Regions from separate parts of the Pan troglodytes genome. Here all the other regions are linked to region 3. Evidence: chromatin contacts called from public Hi-C data. All regions are on one chromosome and are shown on one strand. Each heading gives the region's core, a stretch centred on a gene start, on an enhancer-like site or on the middle of the called end of the contact. The rest is flanking DNA. Distances are from core to core; before and after follow the strand shown. Region 1 has its middle 21 kb from the start of GNG12. Region 2 overlaps GNG12 (G protein subunit gamma 12). Region 3 overlaps WLS (Wnt ligand secretion mediator).

Region 1 (3,299 bases), core at 794-3,293, 260 kb after region 3:
GAACATAGGAGAATCGGATTCAAACTATTTGGGACAGCATTGCAGCTTCACAAGGATTAGGCCCCATCTATCTCTCATTCCTTTTCTTTCACTCAGATTTCTCCACAGGCTTTGCATCCTCTTGGAATAAAATTTAAATCCTTGCAATGCTAACAAGGCCTACCTGTTCTGGCCTGGCTAACCTCCCCACCACATATGCATTTGCTACTCTGTTGCCCCCACTCACTCCACGGTAGACATACTATTCCTTAAACCTGCCAAACACAACCCCCCATCCAGACCCTTGCATCTCCTGCGCCCTCGCTCTGGAACACTTTCCACCGGAAGATTCAAAAGACTCTGACTCACTTTTTCAGTTCCCTGTTGACATGTTATCTTAACAAAAAAGACTTTCCTGGCCCTTCTATTTGAATGAGCAGCTCGCACCCCAACTCTCTTGCTTCTTTAACCCTTTTCACATTTTTCTTCTTTGCTTTTATACCATCTGACATTTTTTCCATAGGTGTATATACATATGTATTTAAACATTTATTGCTTATGGCTTATCTCCTCTTATTAGAATGTAAGCCTTGTAAGGTAGAAACATAATTTTTATTTCACTACTCTATCCCCAGTGCCTAGAGCAGTACCTGGTGTATACTCAAACATTCCCTGAATGAATGAGTAAACCCCTCTTCCCAGCCTACCCTTTCATGGTATTCAGGCACTCTTCCTCACATACATCATGCATTGCACCTCCATGCTTATTGCTGTTCCTCCCCCTGAAATACATTTTCCCTTATTTCTGGATCCCAGAGTAATTTCTTTTTTATTTGTTTGCTTGTTTTGAGACAGGGTCTTGCTCTGTCACCCAGGCTAGAATGCAGTGGTGCCATCATAGCTCACTGCAGCCTTTAACTTCTGGGCTCAAGTGATCCTCCCACCTCAGCCTCCAGAGTAGATAAGACTATAGGTGTGCATTATCATGCTGGCTAATTTTAAAATATATATAGAGTTGGGGGTCTTGCTATGTTGCCTAGGCTGCCAAGAGGGATTTCTGTCCAGCACACACAAGAGCTGAACTGATTGGGAGGAATGGGCAGGAGGTAGGAAGGGGGGAACTTTCCAGAAAAAGATTGCAGCAGAAAAAAGTTATAATGGTGAACACAGGGAGAATTGGAAGAATAATTTACCATGGAGAAGGAGAAGGGAAAGAGTCAGAGGGGAGACACCAAGCAACCATCTCCACCAAACTCAGCCTTGTGGCTCAGACCTGCATTTAAGAGTCGGCAGGGTTGCCATCGCCTAGAACCTAGTCCTCCCTCCTCTCCATTCTTCTCATATTTCCATCCATCCAAATCTTTCTTACTGAGATCAACATAAATGCCCACCCTGTGGCTCCTCCACTCAGCCCTTCAGAGTCATGTACCCCTGCAGCTTTAGTGAGGGCCTCCACTCAGTGTTCATGAAACTCTACTCTGTATTTGAGAAAGATTTGTGGAGTTTTCCTACTTATTTTTTTCTCCAACTAGATAATAAACTCCTTGAAAAGCAAAGATGTACAGACTTTTGAAATATGTTTCAATTTTGACTTCAATACTGACTACCATATTTCATTGAATCTAAGCTAATATAAGATACATTATTTTATATACCACTAAAAACAGAAAAATACTTCCACTTGATTGTAAGACACTGCCAATTGTAAAAAGCATCCTGATTTCAGAGATCTGAGAATGTGAAAAGGGAGCATAGAAGAAACGATGGAAGGTATGTGGTCTTAGACATGTGGTAAGCCTCTCTGAACTTCAGACTCACCATTCATGAAATGAAAACCATACTTTTTCATTCATTCAGCAAATGTGTATTGAGTGCTTAGGTGTTGGGAACTGTTTAAGTTGAAAGGAATAGTAACTGGCTCTGGTTAACATAAGCAAAAGAGGATTTACTGGAAGGATACTGGGAGCTCAGAGAAACAGGGGCTGGAGCAGCAGGCTTGGTGATGGCAGGAAGCAGGGGAGCACCAAGGCCTGGGAAATGGAAACCATGGCAACAGCTCTCACCAGGAGGGCTCTGGTGAGGACAGAGATGCTGGGATTCAACTCCTTCTCTTGTCCATGGATAACTCAGGAGCCTCTGACGGACGCAGCCTGCCCCCTGGTGTAGGGGTCTGGGGCAGCATCTGCTTGCTTTGGCTTCCACAGTAAGAGGCAAACACAGAATTTGCCATCCCATCAAGACCACACACAACAGAAGAGAGGAAATTCCCCAAAGTGATTTGGAACATTAGGAAGGTAAGAAAGGGAAATGGACAATATGTGGTCAAAACAGAAACCAAAAGAGATAAATTGCATAACATACTCCTAATATGTGCCAGCCACTATACCCCCAACAGTCATGGTCCCCGTTCTTATAGGGGTTACTGTTACTATCCAGTGAAAGAGGCAAATGAGAAACAAAAAGAGAGATAAAGAGAGAAAGAGAGAAGGAAGGGAAGGGAAGGGAAGGGAAGGGAAGGGAAGGGAAGGGAAGGGAAGGGAAGGGAAGGGAAGAGAGAGGGAGGGAGGGAGGGAAAAATCCAGATACTATCAATGAAGAAACGACTGCTACGGGATAGAATAACTGGGGCTGCTTGGCTAAATCCAGTTGCTCATTTTCAGTCCTCATTTTACATAAAACATCAACAGCCTTTGACACAGTTGATCACTCCCTCTCTGTGAAACACTCTCTTCATGCAGCTCTGGGGAAATCATGTCCTCATGGTTTCTCCTCCTTCGCCAGTTGTTCCTTCTCTTTGATGCATCCTGCCTTCATTTCCCCACCCTTAAGTCCTGGAGGGCCCCAGGGCTCAGGCCTCAGACTCCCACTTTATCTGTACTTGCTCCCTTGGTGAGTCCCTCCAATCTCAAGGTTTTAAATATCGGCATACTGAAGATGGCCAACTTTATTTATCCAGCCAGAACCCCTACACTGAACCCCAGACTCATGTATCCAACTGAAGTCTCAACATCTCCATGGAGATGTCTAAGTTAAAGTTCAAACTTATGTCTAAATCTATTCCTCCACTTACCTCTGCCAAACCTGCCTGACCCATAGTCTTCTCATTCAGGAAACAGCAACTCCATCCTTCCAGAAACCTTGGTGTTATCTTTCGCTCCTGTCTTTCTCTCACCTCTCTCAGCTAATCCACTAGCAATCCCTGTTGGCTCGGGATATAATCACCTCTCACACCTCCACCACTGTCCCGCTGATCCAAGCCATCCTCATCTCTCCCGGACTAGTGTCATAGCCTCCTAATAGATCTCCCTGCTTCTACCCTT
Region 2 (3,671 bases), core at 789-3,288, 340 kb after region 3:
CTTAGTGTGGGCAGATAGACTAGAGTTCAAACTTTCCTTATCTATTGAGACACTTTGAACATGGTTACGGTTAACCTTTCTGAGTCTCAGTTTCCTCATCTGTTAAATGGGCATCATATCATTTGCCTCACAAGATAGCTATATTAAAGGAAACACTGCACATAGTAAACTTAGCCAGTGGCCCATCACATAATACATGTTCAATAAATGGTAGCTATTACATTGTTTGCATTTAACTATTATGATGATTTCTAAAAACCTTTAAAGCCTTGGAAAAAACTAGCCCCATTCCTCAGCCTGTTTTTTTTTAATCAAATAGGAATTTGGGAAAAAATCTAAATATGTGCAATGATCTGCTTTTAAAAAATAACTATCTTGTGAAACTCACTAGTTCTTTATAGTATCAAAAGTGATTTTTGGCTGCTGAGGCAGCATGGCACAGAGACTAACAATAAGGCTCAACCTGCCCAGCCTCAAATCTATACAAAATACCTTTGTAACCTTGGACAAGTCGCTTACCTCTTAAAGCCTCAATTTCCGCATCAATAAAATAGGGATAATACTGCATAGGGTTATTGAGGTGATTAAGTGAAATAGTCTATATGAAATGTTTAGACTACGTGTGGTTCACAGGATGCAAATAATGGTGGCTGTTATTTTCCCAGCACATTCCATTTTACAAATAAGAATTTGCAGAAGACCAAGCACAGTGGCATGTGCCTGTAGTCCCAGCTCATTGGTAGGCTGAAGCCAAGGATTCCCTTGAGCCCAAGAGTTCGAGTCCAGCCTCTGCAACGTAGCAAGAGCCCATCTCCAAAAAAAGTTTTTAAATCAAATTTGCAGAACACTGTTTTTTGTGATAAATGGCTTTTATGAAGACATTTCTATATGTAAGAAGTTGTTCTTACTGTTTTGTTCAAAAAGAAGAAAATTTATATCTGGTTTGCTTATAAATTCCAAACTGTAGCACATGTGAAAACAAGCTACATCAACTAAACTTAACTTTCTTTTTTTTTTAGGCCTTGCCTCATTTTATTGTTAAGATTTAGGTAAGTGATATTGCCATCAGATAAGGAGAAAATTGTGTATTATTTTTACAAGGACTGAAAATATGCAAACAAACTATGTTTAGATAAATGCTCTCAATTGAGGTCACTTTATTTTGCTGTCTTTCAGTAAAGACTAGTATAGTTGGCACCTTTGTGCAGCCCAAGGAGGTCTGGAAGGGGGGTTGCATAACCTTCCCATGGGTGGAAAAGGAGGAGGAGGCAGAGTCTGAACTAGTGAGATGACCCAAACTGGTGACTGAGACTTGGTCAGGTAGGTGTGGAGAGCTGACCCGTGGCAGAGGAGTTTGTTCCCTTCACAGGGCAGCGCAAGTGTTTCTTTCAGTAGCTCCACCTCGGTATCTGTCTCCAGGCAATGGACAGTCCTAAGCGGGTGGAGCTCAGGCCCTGTCGTGCTGAACCCCTGTCAGCCTCATTAGAGATGGCACCATGTTCAAGAGGCCAAGAAGAGACCCAGAGCCAGCACACGTGACATGGGGTTTTACTGCAGGGGAGAGTCCAGTGGTGGCAGGCTGGACAAGATAACTGCATGGCCCAGCAGTTAAAGAACCCTAAGTTTCAGGATCTTTCACTGGCAACATCCCATTCCAATGCCCTGTAGCTAATGTGATATTCCTAATTTTGTATGATTTTTCTAAAGAGGACCCCCAAAATTGTATAAGGCTTAGAACCCACAAAAACTGGATCTATCCATGGGTCAGGGACACACACACTGTGAGCCTTCTGCCTTGTATGGTTGCTAGGGTGCTAAAACTCACATTTGATTCTCCCTTGGGAATAGGCATTGCCTGTGTATGCCCCTTCTGTAGCTAGACCTGCATTCCCTAAGAGGACACCTAACCCTTTCCGTGAGGGGGAAGCGAGGCCCAGCGAGGAACTGCTGTCCAGGCATCTTCCTGACCACCAGATGCCATCCTCAGGGTAGAAAGGGCCTCGTTTGTGCAGGAAGGGAGGGCAGGCACTCAGACCTCCAGCAGCTTGCTTTGTGGTTTCTCAGAGGGAGGCCCTACAGAGGAGACCGGGTGGGAGGGAGCCCCGTGTGAGGCTTCACCTGGCTTCAGAATTTCCCCAGTGGAAAATTCTCCTGGAAAAAAAAAAAAAAAACACCGACATATATTCTTGAAAGTGTATCATCTTTGGCAAAACCATAGCTGTGATCTCAAGTTTGAGGAGAATGAGCTGGCCCAGCCTTCAGGGCTGTGCTGATTAAGCCCTGCTTATGCTCAGCCGTAATCACATTCCCTCCCTCTTACTGTGCCGAAGGGCTGGGCTGCTTTGCTCATCAGCCGAAGTGAAATGTATTGAGAAGAAGCAGGAGCGCGGAAAGGCCCCTTTGTATGTGAATATCTTTCTAGCACTGTGCGAAAATCCGGGTTTGAAAATAATTTCCCCTTTCAGTGAAATGCGAGCCAACTTCGCCCCCTAGAGGAGGACCAGAGAATTGTTTAAAATGAGCCCTCAAGGGCATTTTTATTGTTCTGATTGATAATTTGGAAAGATTGTCAGCCTGTAATTAGGTGGGACTTTGAAAGGGGCTTGTCTATGAGGGCATTGTTTAGGGGGGTGTGGGTGTGTGTGCGCGCGCCGCGCGCGCGCGCACGTGCCGTGTTTTGTTTGAGTTTTTGCCTTGAGATGTTATTGTAAACTTGGGGTTGAATACTCTTATAGCTATAAAGAGTAAAATGGTTTAAATGCCACCAGGCTTAAGCCTCACAGCTGTTACATTTATAGTGGACTTTTTTTGGCCAGATTTTCACCACTACGTCTAGTTACAACAAATCATTGTTAGTCTTGAGTTTCGTTTCACTCCTTGGGGTTGTGGCAGACGTAAAGCCCACTAGAAAGCAGGAATTTTCAACCACAAACTGGATATGTATTAGAGATCCTAAATTATAGACTTTAGCTATGTCACCCACATTGAAATCTTTTTGATTTAGTCCTGCTAGTTTATTCGCATCGTTTCATTTACACCTGCTACTAACAACTGCCAGATTCAGTCACAGGTTGACTAGGTAGTAGTTATTTCACTACTGCTTCCTATACTTTTTGTGTATTTTTAAAAGAAAAATGCAAAACAGGCAGAAGAATAAGGGTTGAAGTATAAAAACCTTTCTATGTATTTCATCTTCTGTTAAAATATGATCTTATTCTAACACCTTTGTTAAGCGTTTGTTGATTATTCAGCTGCTTTTAATTACCAAATCTGACCCAATTACTTAGCTTCTAATGTGTTCCCTTTATAAATAAAGCCTTTATAATAAAAATCTTATCTACCATCTTTTGTCTGTAGGTAAATATGTGTATCATCTTCATTGTTCTAGATCTTCATCCCTCAAGTGCAATATACAATCATAGTGTTTATATTAGTAATAATTTTAATGTTTTTTTTCTTTCTCTGCTCTTAGAAACACTGAACTGTACTTCAGTATTTGATGGCATGGCATTGTTAAGAGATCGTTACTCGTGCATCAGCTTAATCGCCTACTGGGGGCTGTTTGCCTTAGAAGGATGTGAAAAGAAAAGAGTGTGCATACATTTTATAGATTATTATAAGTTATTTTTTCAATACTTGACAGGAGCATCTAATGACTACTGATAATATTC
Region 3 (3,450 bases), core at 885-3,384:
GTCATTGAAACCACGAAAGTTGAATCCGGGAATTCCAGAAGGTCCACTACTGGTTTCTCAAGGTGTGTTTCACAGGATGCTGGTTCTGTTGAGTGATTACAGTCGGTGATTTGTTGTTGAGCCATCAAATACAGTTGAGTAGCATTGGATTTTTAAGCATGTTTCTTTCTGAGGAGATCTGAGTCTTGAACCCGCCACCTTTCTGAATCTGAGGCATGGGATGTGCTCTTTCTCAAATGCACATTATCATTCTGCTCCCTTTCACTGTAGGACAGCTTGTGGGATTTGCTGTCCTGTAGCAAGGCTTTTCAAGCCTTTCCCTGCAGACAGTTCACCTGGGAGCATATTGTAAAGTGCAGTTTCTTACTCAGAAGGGCTTGGGAAGGGCCTGAGACGATGCATTTCTAACATGCTCCCTGGAGGTGCTGATGCAGCTGCTCCACACACCAGACTTGAACAGTGAGGCTTGCGGCAATATTTCTAAGAGATGTGTCTGCCATGTCCCCTACCCAAGGGGGTCCCATGCCATCCCTTTTACAGCCCTAACACCTGCCAAAGTGCTTGGATCATATGAAAAACAGACTTGCCCAGGAGCTGAAGTGGAGGCTCATAAGGGCAGAATTTCTGTCTGTTTTGTTCTCAGGTATATTTCCAGAAACTAGAACTGTGCCTGGAACACAGAGTGGCTCAGCAATTACCTGGGGAATGAGTAGATTACTAGGGTCATTCAGCAAAGAGATGCCCTTTTCCAGGCATTTTCTGGCAGTCACTGTTCTGAGTGGTGGTAGATTTGAGTCCAGGGCTTCTGCAAACTCACCAAAGGTCCTTTGCATCCAAAGCATCTCTTTCTCAAACTCATAAATCTGACTCAACAACCTATCTATAAGGCCTCCACCTATAAGGATATGGATATTTTTACGGACATGCGAGGTTGGATGACTCAGGATATGAGTAAGCCCAGAGCTTCAGCCAATATGGTCTCAGAGTGACAGATGGAGAGAGAAGGCTTCCTGTGGTGGGACTAAGGAGCATGGGCCTCAGGCTGACCAGTGTCCCCAGAATGAAGGGCTTTCTTCAAGATGGGGCCAAGGCGTTCCAAGCCAAGTTCGTGGGCAGCTAACTAAATGAGGTGCATGGATTTGGCCTCAACCTTGTTCTGACGCTCTCACTGCCAACCTAGGCGGGGAGCCAAATTCCTTGCTCTTTAACAGTTTGTCTGTTTGTTTTGGTCCAAGAGGCCAGGAAGAGAAGATATTTGTTTCCATGGTAATTGCTTGGAATGATTCTTAAGTAGAGGAGCCTGAAGGGCAAGTCTTCTCATTAGGTTTCCACCTTCAAGGAACTTAAAATCTTCTTAACAATCAAGGTTCCCAATACATGAACCGTGCAGTCGGTGACCAATGGGAGGTACAAGGACACTTTTCAGTAACTCCTGATTGGGGGCAATTGAGAGGGCTTCCCAGAAGACTGAAAATGAGCCAAGCCTTGAAAGAGTTGGATAAAAGGTGAGGGTAAGGGAAGAGTATGAGAGTGTGGAGATGCAACTTCACAAGCATTATTTGGGTGGCAATGACTAAAGTAGCCTGTTTAGCAGAGAGTCTGGGGTGCAGTGAGTAGAAAAGCAACTTGGAACCGGAGTGTACACATCATTGAATGTCAGGCCGTGGAGGCTGGACACCTGGGCCCATTCTTTAGAACTAGAGCCTGAGAAGTAGGTGGGACCCACACATTTTGCTTTTGGGTTCAGGCAACCATGGGGAGACAGCCTCCTGAATGAAGCCAAGAGGAGACTGCTGAATTGGTAGAGAATGAGAGGGTCCAGCCAGTAGGTACTGTTGTACAGCTAGTGCGCTGCATAAGAGCACCTGGCCAGGAGAGCAAGTAAGGACAGAAATACAGTTGTCACTCCTCTCATCAATCTATGCACCCTAGCATGGGCTGCCTTCTCCCAGAGCGACTTCTTCTCTGTCCACAAAGACATCTGCACAGGCTGGCGCTGACCCAGTTGGCTCAAGCCACAGCCAGAGAATGTTTTCTCCTTGTGGCCAAGGCATTTTCTTAGAGCAATGAATACTGTACATTCCCAGAGTGTCCCAAGGAGGGCACTGCTTAGCTTTGAACAGAACGATAAAGCACTGCATGCACGGTTCTGAGAATGCAGTTAGTACCAGAGCAAGCCAGTTTTCTGCTCCTGCTGGCTGTCAGAACAAGGGAGCAAATGGTTGGTAATAGTACACTTCAACTGAATTCAACTAAATCTGGCAAGGAGGGGCAGCCCCCCAAGCAGGACATACACCAGAACAGAGCATCTCATCTGCAGCCCTAAAGATCCTAAAGTTTGGACAGCAGCCATCTGACCTGTGGGTTTGGGTGGAGACCTGCATGCTTCATAAAGTATCCAAATGTTTCCCGACCCACCAGCAAACATCATGTATGTGTAGAGAGATGTAAAGGGCTCGTTCAAAGGACTGTTATAGAGAGGATGTTTCTCAATAGGGGCACACTGGCATTTAGGGTGCAACTGTCTCACACATTGGAGGATATTTAGCCAGCAGGGTCCCCTAGTCCTTGTGACAACCAAAAAAATCCCTCCTCCGTGTTTAAATGCTGCGTTGGAAAGGTTGAATCCAAATGAGAACTGAGCAGCCCTTCTCTCTACAGAAAAGACAGCAGGCCCAGTGATTTGGCCAAGACCACAAGGCTGGGGAAGAAAAAACAAGAATTAGTACCCAGGTTGCCCACTCCTTACCACTTGTCACCAGCTTCTCCCACCAGTGTGGTCCTTCTTTCTCCCAGCCTTAGTTATTCTCTAGGTTTCTGCATTGAAACCACAGAACATGCTAGAACCAAGTGATGTAGTTCATCTATGGTCCCCAAAGGCTTATATAAAGCTGTCTTAGCTCAGGCTACTATAACAAAAATACTATAGACGGAGTGGCTTAAACAACAGACATTTACTTCCTACCATTCAGGAGGCTGGAAGTCTTAAGACCACGGTCAAGATTAATCTAGATATGAATTCCTTATGTTTTCATTTATGGTACCTTTTGATGATTTGTGTAGTTGATTTACCAATGTTTTCTTTTTTAATGGGTACTTGTGTCTTTTTAAAAAATTCTTTAAATAAATTTCAAGATTATAAAAATATTCTTAATTTCTCCAAAAAGTTTTAAGACTTTGCCTTCCATATTTAAGATTCTGTTCCATCAAAAATTAATTTTTGTATGTAAGAGAATAAGGAGCTTCTTTAATTTTTTTCCTATATGGATAACTAATGCTCTCAGCACCATTTATTGAATAAGCCACTCATGATCTACAACACAATATCCTTTATCGAGCAAATATATATATATATACACATATATATGCAAACATATATATACATACACATACACACACATATATATATGGAGAGAGAGAGAGAGAGAGAGAGAGAGAGATTTTTGGGGG

The links. Hi-C and Micro-C count contacts between places; a contact is called where the count stands out from the background.
Region 1: a Hi-C map of stem cell-derived neural progenitor cells shows a contact between it and region 3, with 9 times the contacts expected there. The contact joins two enhancer-like sites. A contact is called at or near these places in 4 of 7 Hi-C or Micro-C datasets (blood, induced pluripotent stem cells and stem cell-derived neural progenitor cells) and 1 of 1 other capture datasets (stem cell-derived neural stem cells).
Region 2: a contact with region 3 is called in a Hi-C map of stem cell-derived neural progenitor cells, with 15 times the contacts expected there. The contact joins two enhancer-like sites. A contact is called at or near these places in 4 of 7 Hi-C or Micro-C datasets (blood, induced pluripotent stem cells, a lymphoblastoid cell line and 1 more).

What each region holds. Positions count from the first base shown.
Region 1 is chr1:163,132,433-163,135,731 of NHGRI_mPanTro3-v2.0_pri, forward strand. No RefSeq gene overlaps it. Among named protein-coding and RNA genes, the nearest start is that of GNG12, 21 kb to the right of the region's middle. Within about 2 kb of position 2,044, at least 4 of the 24 cell types and tissues checked have an H3K27ac peak or open chromatin away from gene starts, as enhancers often do. A contact at or near this core is called in stem cell-derived neural progenitor cells and stem cell-derived neural stem cells, where this site is marked.
Region 2 is chr1:163,218,008-163,221,678 of NHGRI_mPanTro3-v2.0_pri, forward strand. It overlaps GNG12 (G protein subunit gamma 12), which reads left to right. Exons shown (of 5, transcript XM_009460436.5): 3 at 1,020-1,049. Among named protein-coding and RNA genes, the nearest start is that of GNG12, 65 kb to the left of the region's middle. Within about 2 kb of position 2,039, at least 15 of the 24 cell types and tissues checked have an H3K27ac peak or open chromatin away from gene starts, as enhancers often do. A contact at or near this core is called in stem cell-derived neural progenitor cells, where this site is marked.
Region 3 is chr1:162,874,502-162,877,951 of NHGRI_mPanTro3-v2.0_pri, forward strand. The region is part of intron 11 of WLS (Wnt ligand secretion mediator); the gene reads left to right. Among named protein-coding and RNA genes, the nearest start is that of DIRAS3, 62 kb to the right of the region's middle. Within about 2 kb of position 2,135, at least 9 of the 24 cell types and tissues checked have an H3K27ac peak or open chromatin away from gene starts, as enhancers often do. A contact at or near this core is called in stem cell-derived neural progenitor cells and stem cell-derived neural stem cells, where this site is marked.